Regions from separate parts of the Mus musculus genome. Here all the other regions are linked to region 2. The links are chromatin contacts, called in public promoter capture Hi-C maps. All regions are on one chromosome and are shown on one strand. Each heading gives the region's core, a stretch centred on a gene start, on an enhancer-like site or on the middle of the called end of the contact. The rest is flanking DNA. Distances are from core to core; before and after follow the strand shown. Region 1 has its middle 96 kb from the start of Gm34259. Region 2 holds the start of Tfb1m (transcription factor B1, mitochondrial). Region 3 has its middle 150 kb from the start of Gm34259.

Evidence for each region. Promoter capture Hi-C pulls out the DNA fragments that hold promoters and counts their contacts.
Region 1: a promoter capture Hi-C map of hippocampal neurons shows a contact between it and region 2, with 5 times the contacts expected there. The contact joins the enhancer-like site here to the promoter of Tfb1m in region 2. A contact is called at or near these places in 1 of 39 promoter capture datasets (hippocampal neurons), 1 of 484 Hi-C or Micro-C datasets (uterus) and 1 of 115 datasets of contacts at active chromatin or transcription factors (astrocytes).
Region 3: a promoter capture Hi-C map of hippocampal neurons shows a contact between it and region 2, with 2.9 times the contacts expected there. The contact joins the enhancer-like site here to the promoter of Tfb1m in region 2. A contact is called at or near these places in 1 of 39 promoter capture datasets (hippocampal neurons), 1 of 115 datasets of contacts at active chromatin or transcription factors (astrocytes) and 2 of 9 other capture datasets (adipose tissue and pancreatic islet).

The regions. Positions count from the first base shown.
Region 1 is chr17:4,515,266-4,518,014 of GRCm38.p6, reverse strand. No RefSeq gene overlaps it. Among named protein-coding and RNA genes, the nearest start is that of Gm34259, 96 kb to the left of the region's middle. Within about 2 kb of position 1,419, at least 29 of the 459 cell types and tissues checked have an H3K27ac peak or open chromatin away from gene starts, as enhancers often do. A contact at or near this core is called in hippocampal neurons, where this site is marked.
Region 2 is chr17:3,556,503-3,559,202 of GRCm38.p6, reverse strand. It overlaps Tfb1m (transcription factor B1, mitochondrial), which reads left to right and starts at 1,448. Exons shown (of 7, transcript NM_146074.3): 1 at 1,448-1,622. The coding sequence starts at 1,490. It overlaps 1700102H20Rik (RIKEN cDNA 1700102H20 gene), which reads right to left and starts at 1,379. Exons shown (of 2, transcript NR_045303.1): 1 at 1,299-1,379.
Region 3 is chr17:4,462,942-4,465,641 of GRCm38.p6, reverse strand. No RefSeq gene overlaps it. Among named protein-coding and RNA genes, the nearest start is that of Gm34259, 150 kb to the left of the region's middle. Within about 2 kb of position 1,296, at least 11 of the 459 cell types and tissues checked have an H3K27ac peak or open chromatin away from gene starts, as enhancers often do. A contact at or near this core is called in hippocampal neurons, where this site is marked.

The sequences.
Region 1 (2,749 bases), core at 170-2,669, 960 kb before region 2:
ATGGAAGTTGGAAAGGGAGGGGGAGGGGGAGGGGAAAGAGAGACTGACTTTGCAGGCTTCGAAGATGCACACTACAGATTATTCTACAAATGTCGACCACCAACCACGCATTACCCTCAGGCTGATGGTAATGCAAGTTCTGTAATATTGAGGACAGCATCCTCAGGAGAGTCTGGAAGAAAGAACAATCTAGTCAACTACTCTGTGTGTGTGTGTGTGTGTGTGTGTGTGTGTGTGTGTGTGTGTGTGTATAATGATGTAAATGAACACTTGTATTGGGCATTGGACATTCCATTTCGGCCTCATTATCCATTGCTCAATGTCAACGATTAGCTCATTTACTCGGCACATGAGGAGGCCACGCCTGTCCCACCATGGGCCTGCATTCTGGGCTAGGGGCACAGAAAATATGAACTTGACCATAGAAGCCTTGCAGCCTCAAGGCTTTAGATAGCATTAGAATTCATTTCTTCATACCTGCCCATTATTTCAATTTAAAAATATTTTCACTGAAGAAGATTATAACTCTGAAAAAACGGAGGGGAAGCCATTCAGTGAGGTATCTGTGATGTAGCTAAAAACCATGTAAGCCTCTGTATTTGGTAATTTGCAAATGATAAATTACTTATGTAAGCTTATTAAAGCAAATGGTTAATTTTGATATCATATGCCTGTTTTGCACACAACTGAAGTCTCTATAAGCACTCGGGTCATTTGTGGAAGTTGTTTTAGTATGTTTAGCATGTTTGTGCTATGGGGACCGGGGTAATATCTTCTCTGATTCCTGTGTTTTACTGAGGGGAAATGAAGCAGGGAGAACAGGCTGGGTCACCCCTACCTCTGCTTCAGCCAGAGAGGTGTAATTGAGATCAGCTCAGGCCAAATGACCTCAACACTGGCTTCAGCTATAAAGGGAAATTGCAGAGGAAAACTAGGTCTTGGAAGAGGCAAGGCTGTCTCTGGAGAATTGGTGGAGCGCACAGCCTCACTCTCTAGGAAGGCATGCCAAGAGAGAGAAGCCTGTTAAAGAGCTGTTGCTTGGGAGATGGCATGCTGGTGACTTCCAGCAAGGCAAGGCAGACAACTCTGATACCTTCAAAAACAAGAGACCCGTGGGCAGTGCTCAAATTTCACTGTAATGATAGCTAGTGAATATCGGGAGGGATTTTCACTACTGCAGAATTAGCTCTAAAAATATTTTAGAGAGAAAGACAGAATTAGTTACAATGCATTTATAAAAAGCCAGTTATCCATTTCATCAATTCTAAGCCCAAATTGATTCTAAATGCCCTTTTTATATAGCACCAAGAAAGCAGTCATTGCCCATTGAACTATGATTCGATGCTTTTTCTGTCACCCGGAGTGTATTTTCTGCTTGTTTAAAGGACTCTTGGAACTTAGATACAGCTTTCTCTCGTTTGCTGTTCTGCCTGCAAAACATTTAAAGGAAACAAAGGAGCTGTGCTTGGTGAAGGCGCTCTCCACTTCTCAGTACCGACAGCCAGTTCTTGTGTCTCCATTCTTATTGGTTGTCCACCATGGTGTTGTGTGTATTTGTGCTTTTAAAGACACAAAACATGGTTGTTTCTTAGAATCAATCCCCAAGTAACATAAAGCTCAAGGAACCCAGACCTTTCCCAGGCTGGAGCTGCAGAATGTACTGAGCACCCCGCCCACCGCTGCCTCCTGGCATCTGCTTCCCACAGCCATGTGAGTCTGAGTTCTTACAATGCTGCATCTCTGTTTCTGCAGGAGTCTTTCTTTTTCTAGTTGCTCATACTGCTCATTCCTGGAAGAGACCCTACCCTGATCGTCATGACTGACAGAGACGTTCAGAAGGCAGCAACTCCGACCCATCCTGATTTGGGATTTCAGATTTATTAAAAGACACTGAAAATAACCTATGTCCTTGGGATGGATGGCAACATGTCTCAGGCAGACTTTCGGCCTCTACTGTTCTCTGCCCTTTGGTTATTCGACTTTTTTAATTGCAAACAAACTAAGTCAGCTGCTTTGCTCTGGTACCCTAAGTAAGTGTGTTTGCAGTTGTGTATAGCCGGTGTTGTCTGCACAGTGTCCCTTGTGCTGTCCTCTCAGGGGCCTGGTGATCTCTGAGCTGTTAGTGGTGCTCCTTGCACAAGGAATTCTGCAGTGACAGAAGCCTGGCAGATGCTATGTAGTATATTCTGTCTTGGAGAATATAATATCAGTATCAGTGAATGTATTCAACCCTCTGAAAAGTCCTACAGTGAAGAATGGGCTGCAGATATGTACTCACTGTTTCTTAACTCACCTGACAGTACTCAACTTTCACCCCTATTCTACACTCATGCATCCATGGTGTGTGAGAGTGTGTGTGTATGTGTTATATGTGTGTATGTCTGTGTGTGTGTCATATGTGTCTGTGTGTTGTCTGTGTGTCTGTGTGTATGTTTTATGTGTGTATCTGTGTGTGTTGTCTGTGTTTATGTATATGTGTGTTGTATGTGTGTGTGTCTGTGTGTTTCTGTCTGTGTGTGTATTGTCTCTGTGTGTTTGTTGTATGTGTGTGTCTTTGTGTGTGTCTCTGTGTGTATCTGTGTATGTTGTAGGTTTGTGTCTGTGTGTATGTTCATATGTATGTTGTATGTGTGTGTGTATCTCTGTGTGTTTGTTGTATGTGTATGTCTTTGTGTATCTGTGTGTGTCATAGATGTGTGTGTATCTATGTGTGTGTTGTCTGTGTGCTTCTGTCTATGTGTGTCAGTGT
Region 2 (2,700 bases), core at 199-2,698:
TTTTTAAACTACCAGAACCATAAACGATGTGTAATTCACTTATAACCAAGTGAAATCAGACGGAAAAAAGTAAAAATCTTCCCACTTATGAAAAATATTTTAAAAGTTTTCATTTCTTTCTTGTGTTCTCAGACATCACAGGAAGACAGAACCTATTTGTCTTCTCTTGGTACTTGGATTTTAACCCTCAAATAGCCTTTCTCCATTGGATTCCCTGCCTGATGAGTAAGCCTTCCGTTTCCACTCTGAAGTGTGGGAAAGTGGCTGAACCGCCCCAAGTCTCACTTTCACCACTACGTAATAATAAAATCTACCCGAATCTGTATGGTAACAATTAGTGAGCGAATAATTCCAAACCACTCAGTTGTGAGACCTGGCACACATTTCTTTTAGTTGAGCTTTTTAAAAGAGCAACCCCTTTATGGTTCACTCTGAGAGCAGTGGAGAGACCACAATGCTTGCAGCATGAATGAGCTTTTAGAAAAAGCTTCAAAGGCTAAAAGAGTGGTCCTGATGCTGACCTTGCTGGCATTGCTTAAAAACAGCAGCCACCGCGCATGCACTAGACTACAGCTGGAATCTGTGAACTTCCAGCTTTACGAAATTCGTGGCCTCGCAGGGCTTTCTTGATCCTGTTTTAATCGGAAGTTAGCAATATGTGTCCTGTTTCGCAAGACTACACCTGAGAGATTTAAAAGGGAATATGAAATAGTAACAAGTGGTATCAAAAACACTTCTCGAAGTTTAAAGTGCTTAGCTCAAGAGACAAAATTACAGCATATTTAAAGACCCAGAATGGCTTTCATTCACCATTCTAAAATTAGGCAGCCCTTGGAATTCTTTCAAACAACTCCGGCCAGAAAATGGACATTGTTCAATGACAAGAAAAGAGAAATTATCTAGAGACACAGTTTAGTTGGTTACGGTTAGCTTTTTGCTTTACTTGAGTCAGTTGGTCTCTTGCTATTGGTTAAAGCTGGGGTGCTGTTAACGGGCTGGCATTCAGCCATTTGCTCTAAAGTCTAAGTCTTAAACTCGGTTTTCAGCAGGCTTACCTTAAATAAGCCTATAGTTCTCTATGGAACTAAGTTCTGAAAGAAGTAATGGACGCGAAGAAATAAAAAGTATCTAGCCTACGGGGGTGGGGCGGTAACCAGTCTACAAACAGCAAGCAACCAATCACCATCTTTCCTGCTACAAATCAAAAGTCAAGCCTTTGGAATGTCAAAGGCCTGCGGAGCCTCCCAGAGGTTACAAAGACCACGCCTCCTAGCCTCCGCCCCCTCTCCTCTCCCAACCTGCACCGCTTTCGGCCTGACGCGTCCTGAGCTCCCAGTACATACAGACTTCCTGTCAGTTTCGTCATTTCCGGCAGGTTTCTCCATCCAACCAGGTGGCCTCAGAGGCGGGCAGTCTTCTCCAAGGTCCCACCCCCTGCGCGCCGTGCACCTTTCCAGCCGCTGCGCGTGGCTGTGTATGTGGGTCTCTCATGGCTGCCTCGGGGAAGCTCGGCACTTTCCGCCTTCCCCCGTTGCCCACCATTCGGGAGATCATTAAGTTGTTCGGACTGCGAGCGGTGAAACAGCTTTCCCAGAATTTCCTCCTGGACTTGAGGCTGACAGGTGGCTGAGTCGTCAGTTCGCCCGGGTCTCCGTGGTGGGCGCGGCCGGGTGATGGAGCGGGTTGGGGCGGGCGGCTGTCAGTCAAGCGCTGCTCCTCCGGTCCTCGCGGGCTAGGGCGACGACTGGTCGACCGCTTTGCGGGCGGGAGATGTTTCCCGCGCGCTTTATGATGCGCCAACCTGCCTCTCGTTAGCCCGGCTCAGTAAAGCGCGTCTGTAAGCTCAGCACTCGAGGAGCAGAGGCAGGAGGATTGCCGCCAGTTAGAAACAGATGGACTCTTTCAAAAACGAAACCAAGAGAGTAAATAGGATAAACGTTCACTTAAGTCTAGGGATCCCTCTAGGGACTGGAGATTCGCTCTGTAAAGTCATACTAACCAAACGGCGCCTACAGCTACCTTGTGCCAATGCTGGGACCACCGTCCCAACAACAGCCCTGAGTTTGCAGTTAATAAGTTGACATTCTCCGGCTTCTTTAAAAATTACTTTTATGCGATTAAACTTATATAGGGTGAAGGTCACCAGTTTGACACCCATGTTTTGATGAGTTTTCACAGGTGTTTGTTGGTTTACTTACCACCCATGTCATAGTAATGCTCTCCTCTTGAGAATAAGATCCATCTGTTGCAAATAAAGGTGCTAGCTGACTGTTGGAGTACTTAGCATGTTAACCCCCTCAAGTTAAAAGGGTAAGTGTGTCATACACACACTCCGTCCCCAAAATCAATTTTGATTGCATGGACCACAAAGCATAAGTTACTTTTATTTCTTGTTTTTGGAGCCTTTATTCGACCCGTAGAATTTGGGTAAAACAGTTAACTCCACTTAAGTTTTCTCATCTCTTATTTGATAGAAAGGCCTACAAGGACCTTAGGATGCCTACTTTTAGATTCTTTGGTTCTAGCATCCTCTCCCAGTCATGCTAAATATAAGCACATGCTAAATATAAGCACCATTCTCTGCTGAAATGCAGTCTCCTATGTCTAAGGCTGGCCTCAAGCTCACTACATGGCAGGTGTTATTGAGTGTCTGGCCCTCCTGCCTTCTCCCAAGAACCGAAATGAAAAGCATATGCCACC
Region 3 (2,700 bases), core at 47-2,546, 910 kb before region 2:
CAACATATCAACGTTTAAGAAAAACAAAAGCTTTGTCCTAGACAAATCATGCAATTATTGCTCAAAGTTATTTGCCTTTTTGTACTTACAATAAATGTGAGTGAATTTTCTGCTGAATATAAAGGAGAGAAAAATGCACATCCATAAAGTATATTGTGAGAATGTAGCGTGAGGGTGGAGATGTGGCTCAGTCTAGCCTGCATGAAGTAGCCCAGCATTAAGCAAATGAGGTGTGATACCACACAGCGATGATCCCAGCACTTGGGAGGTAGAGGCAGGAGGCTCAGGAGTTTAAGGCTAGTCTTAGCTACATAGTGAGTTTGATATCAACCCCGGGTGCAGTGGAGCTCATCTATAGAAAAATAGGCTAGTTTGGCTGAATGATCTGCTTTTCTGGTAAATCCGTATAAGTGGCTTGCAGCATGCATGACAAACACATCAATTACAGGGTTGAACATAAACTGCTGCGCTTTTGTGGTCAGGGATGATATTGATTATGTCCCACGGAGCAGCATCAGAACCCCGGCTTAGTCTAAGGAAAAGGTATTACTTCCAGCCTTAGACCACCAAGGCAAGACTCTCCCAAAGAGGTGGAAAGGTATGTTTTACCCCATGGTAAGACACAAGATCACAGGAGTGATAAAATCACAGAAGCCCTGCAGAGTCACAGCCCGGTGCCAGCACGGAAGGCTAATCAGTCTGAAATGCAGAGGACACTTTCTTGGGAGATGTAAGCAAGCATCCATAGCAGCCTCTTGTTCATTTCTCATTTCCTTTGGCAAGTCCATTTCCTCCTTCACAGGCAAGCATCCCTCCAGCTGTGCCTGCCAGGAAATCACCTTCAGTCTTACATTTTTTTTTAACATGTGAAATGATTTTAGATCCCTGTTACCAAGCACAGGGTGTTTCCATAATGGTTCTTCTGATGCTATTACTGTTGTACAGTGTACTTATCAAAACTAAGAGGTTAGCGGTGCTGTAACACTGCCAGTTCCACCATTGGCCTCATTTACATGGTTTAGTTTTTCCATTAACTTTTTTTTCTTCTTCTTTTCCAGGATCCCATTATGCATTTGGCCATCATGCCAATCCAGCTTCTTCCAGTCTCTGACAGTTTCTTTTTCTTTGTCTTTCTTGGCTAACAACGTTTTGAGGAATCCTGTACAATGTCTCTTCATCTGAATTTATCTGATTTTTTTTTAAACCAAAAATATGCTGTGCTAGCTCTCTGTTGTTATGGTAACATGTCTGAGAAAAATCAACTTAAAAGAGGAGAGATTCAGTCTGGCTCCTGGTTTCAGGGTTTTAGCCTCATTTTGTTGCTTTTGGGCCTGTGCTGAGGAAGCACATCAAGGTGGGGAATATGGAGGGAGGCAACACTGCTCACTTTGCTTACTTTGTTGGGGACAAGAAGGAAGGTGGAGGGGGAGGGAGAGGGAAACAGAGATGAAGGTTGACAGACAGAGACAGACAGACAAGTCAGGGACAAAGAGAGACAGAGTCACAGAGATAAGGAGAGAGACAGAGTAAAAGAGACAGAGAAACAGTCACATAGAGACACAGAGACACAGAAAGATAGAGATACAGAGAGAGAAAGAAAAACAGATATAAAGTCAGAAAGACAGAGAGACAGAGAGACAGAGGCAGACAGAGGCAGAAGAGAGAAACAGAGAAGAAAAGAGAAGAGGAACAAGGAGGAGGAGGAGGAATAAAGAAAGGAAAGAACGAGAAGGTAGGCTCAATGGAATGGAGTTGGGTTGGGTCTCCAATAACTGACCTCACCCTACCTACTAAAGCTTTCACCACCTCTCAGCAGCTCCAGCAGGTGAAGACCTAACCATCATCAAGCACCTGGGACCTATTTAATACCCAGACTAAACCACAAGCTGAGGTTATAGGTGTTGGGGCAGGGTAGCACAGAAACACCATATTCCTGTCATTGAACATGTCAGTGTGCACAATTGATCAGATGACATTAACCTTGGTCACTGACTTTAAGTGAGATCCGCTAGTTTTCTCCCTGGGAAAGTCAAGGTATTAACTCTTTCCACTCATCTAGTTGGTACAAACAGGGCACTAAGTTCAACCACAGGGGAGGAGTAACAGGATTTTGTGGTCATGTTCTGAATACTAGTTAGTGAATTTGCAGAAGGGTATGAATATGAGATACAAATAAAATAGCTAGTGCTTATTATGGTTTGATGTATGGTCTTATGGCTTAGAATACCACAGCATGTTCAATAAAAACCATACTTGACAACTTGAATGTAAGCCTTTGCTTGGATGGTGGTTGATAGACTTTCTTGATGCTGCACAAAGGTAGCATTCACAAGGAAGGCAACTGATGGTCTTTGGCAAGCTGTGCTGCCAAGCAGTCATGTATGGAGGCACAGTGAAGTCTCTCAGCTTCCCCTGGGCTGGGCAACCTGACTCCACTTACATGGAGGAATAGGTGTATCCTGCTTCTTTTGAAAACTTCCCATTTGTTGCACTTGTCAATGAGTGTTGCTTGCAGCAATGGATATTCTATTCTAATCATAAGTGATTTTTCTTAATTCCCGATTCCCTTTACATTAATTTTACTTTTTAAACTCTTGAAGATAAAGGAGTACATTTATTTGCTTATTTAAACTAATTACATAACTTGTATTGGCTTTCAGAGAATTAAGTTTCATTATGGGATTTTCCAAATAAAACTTT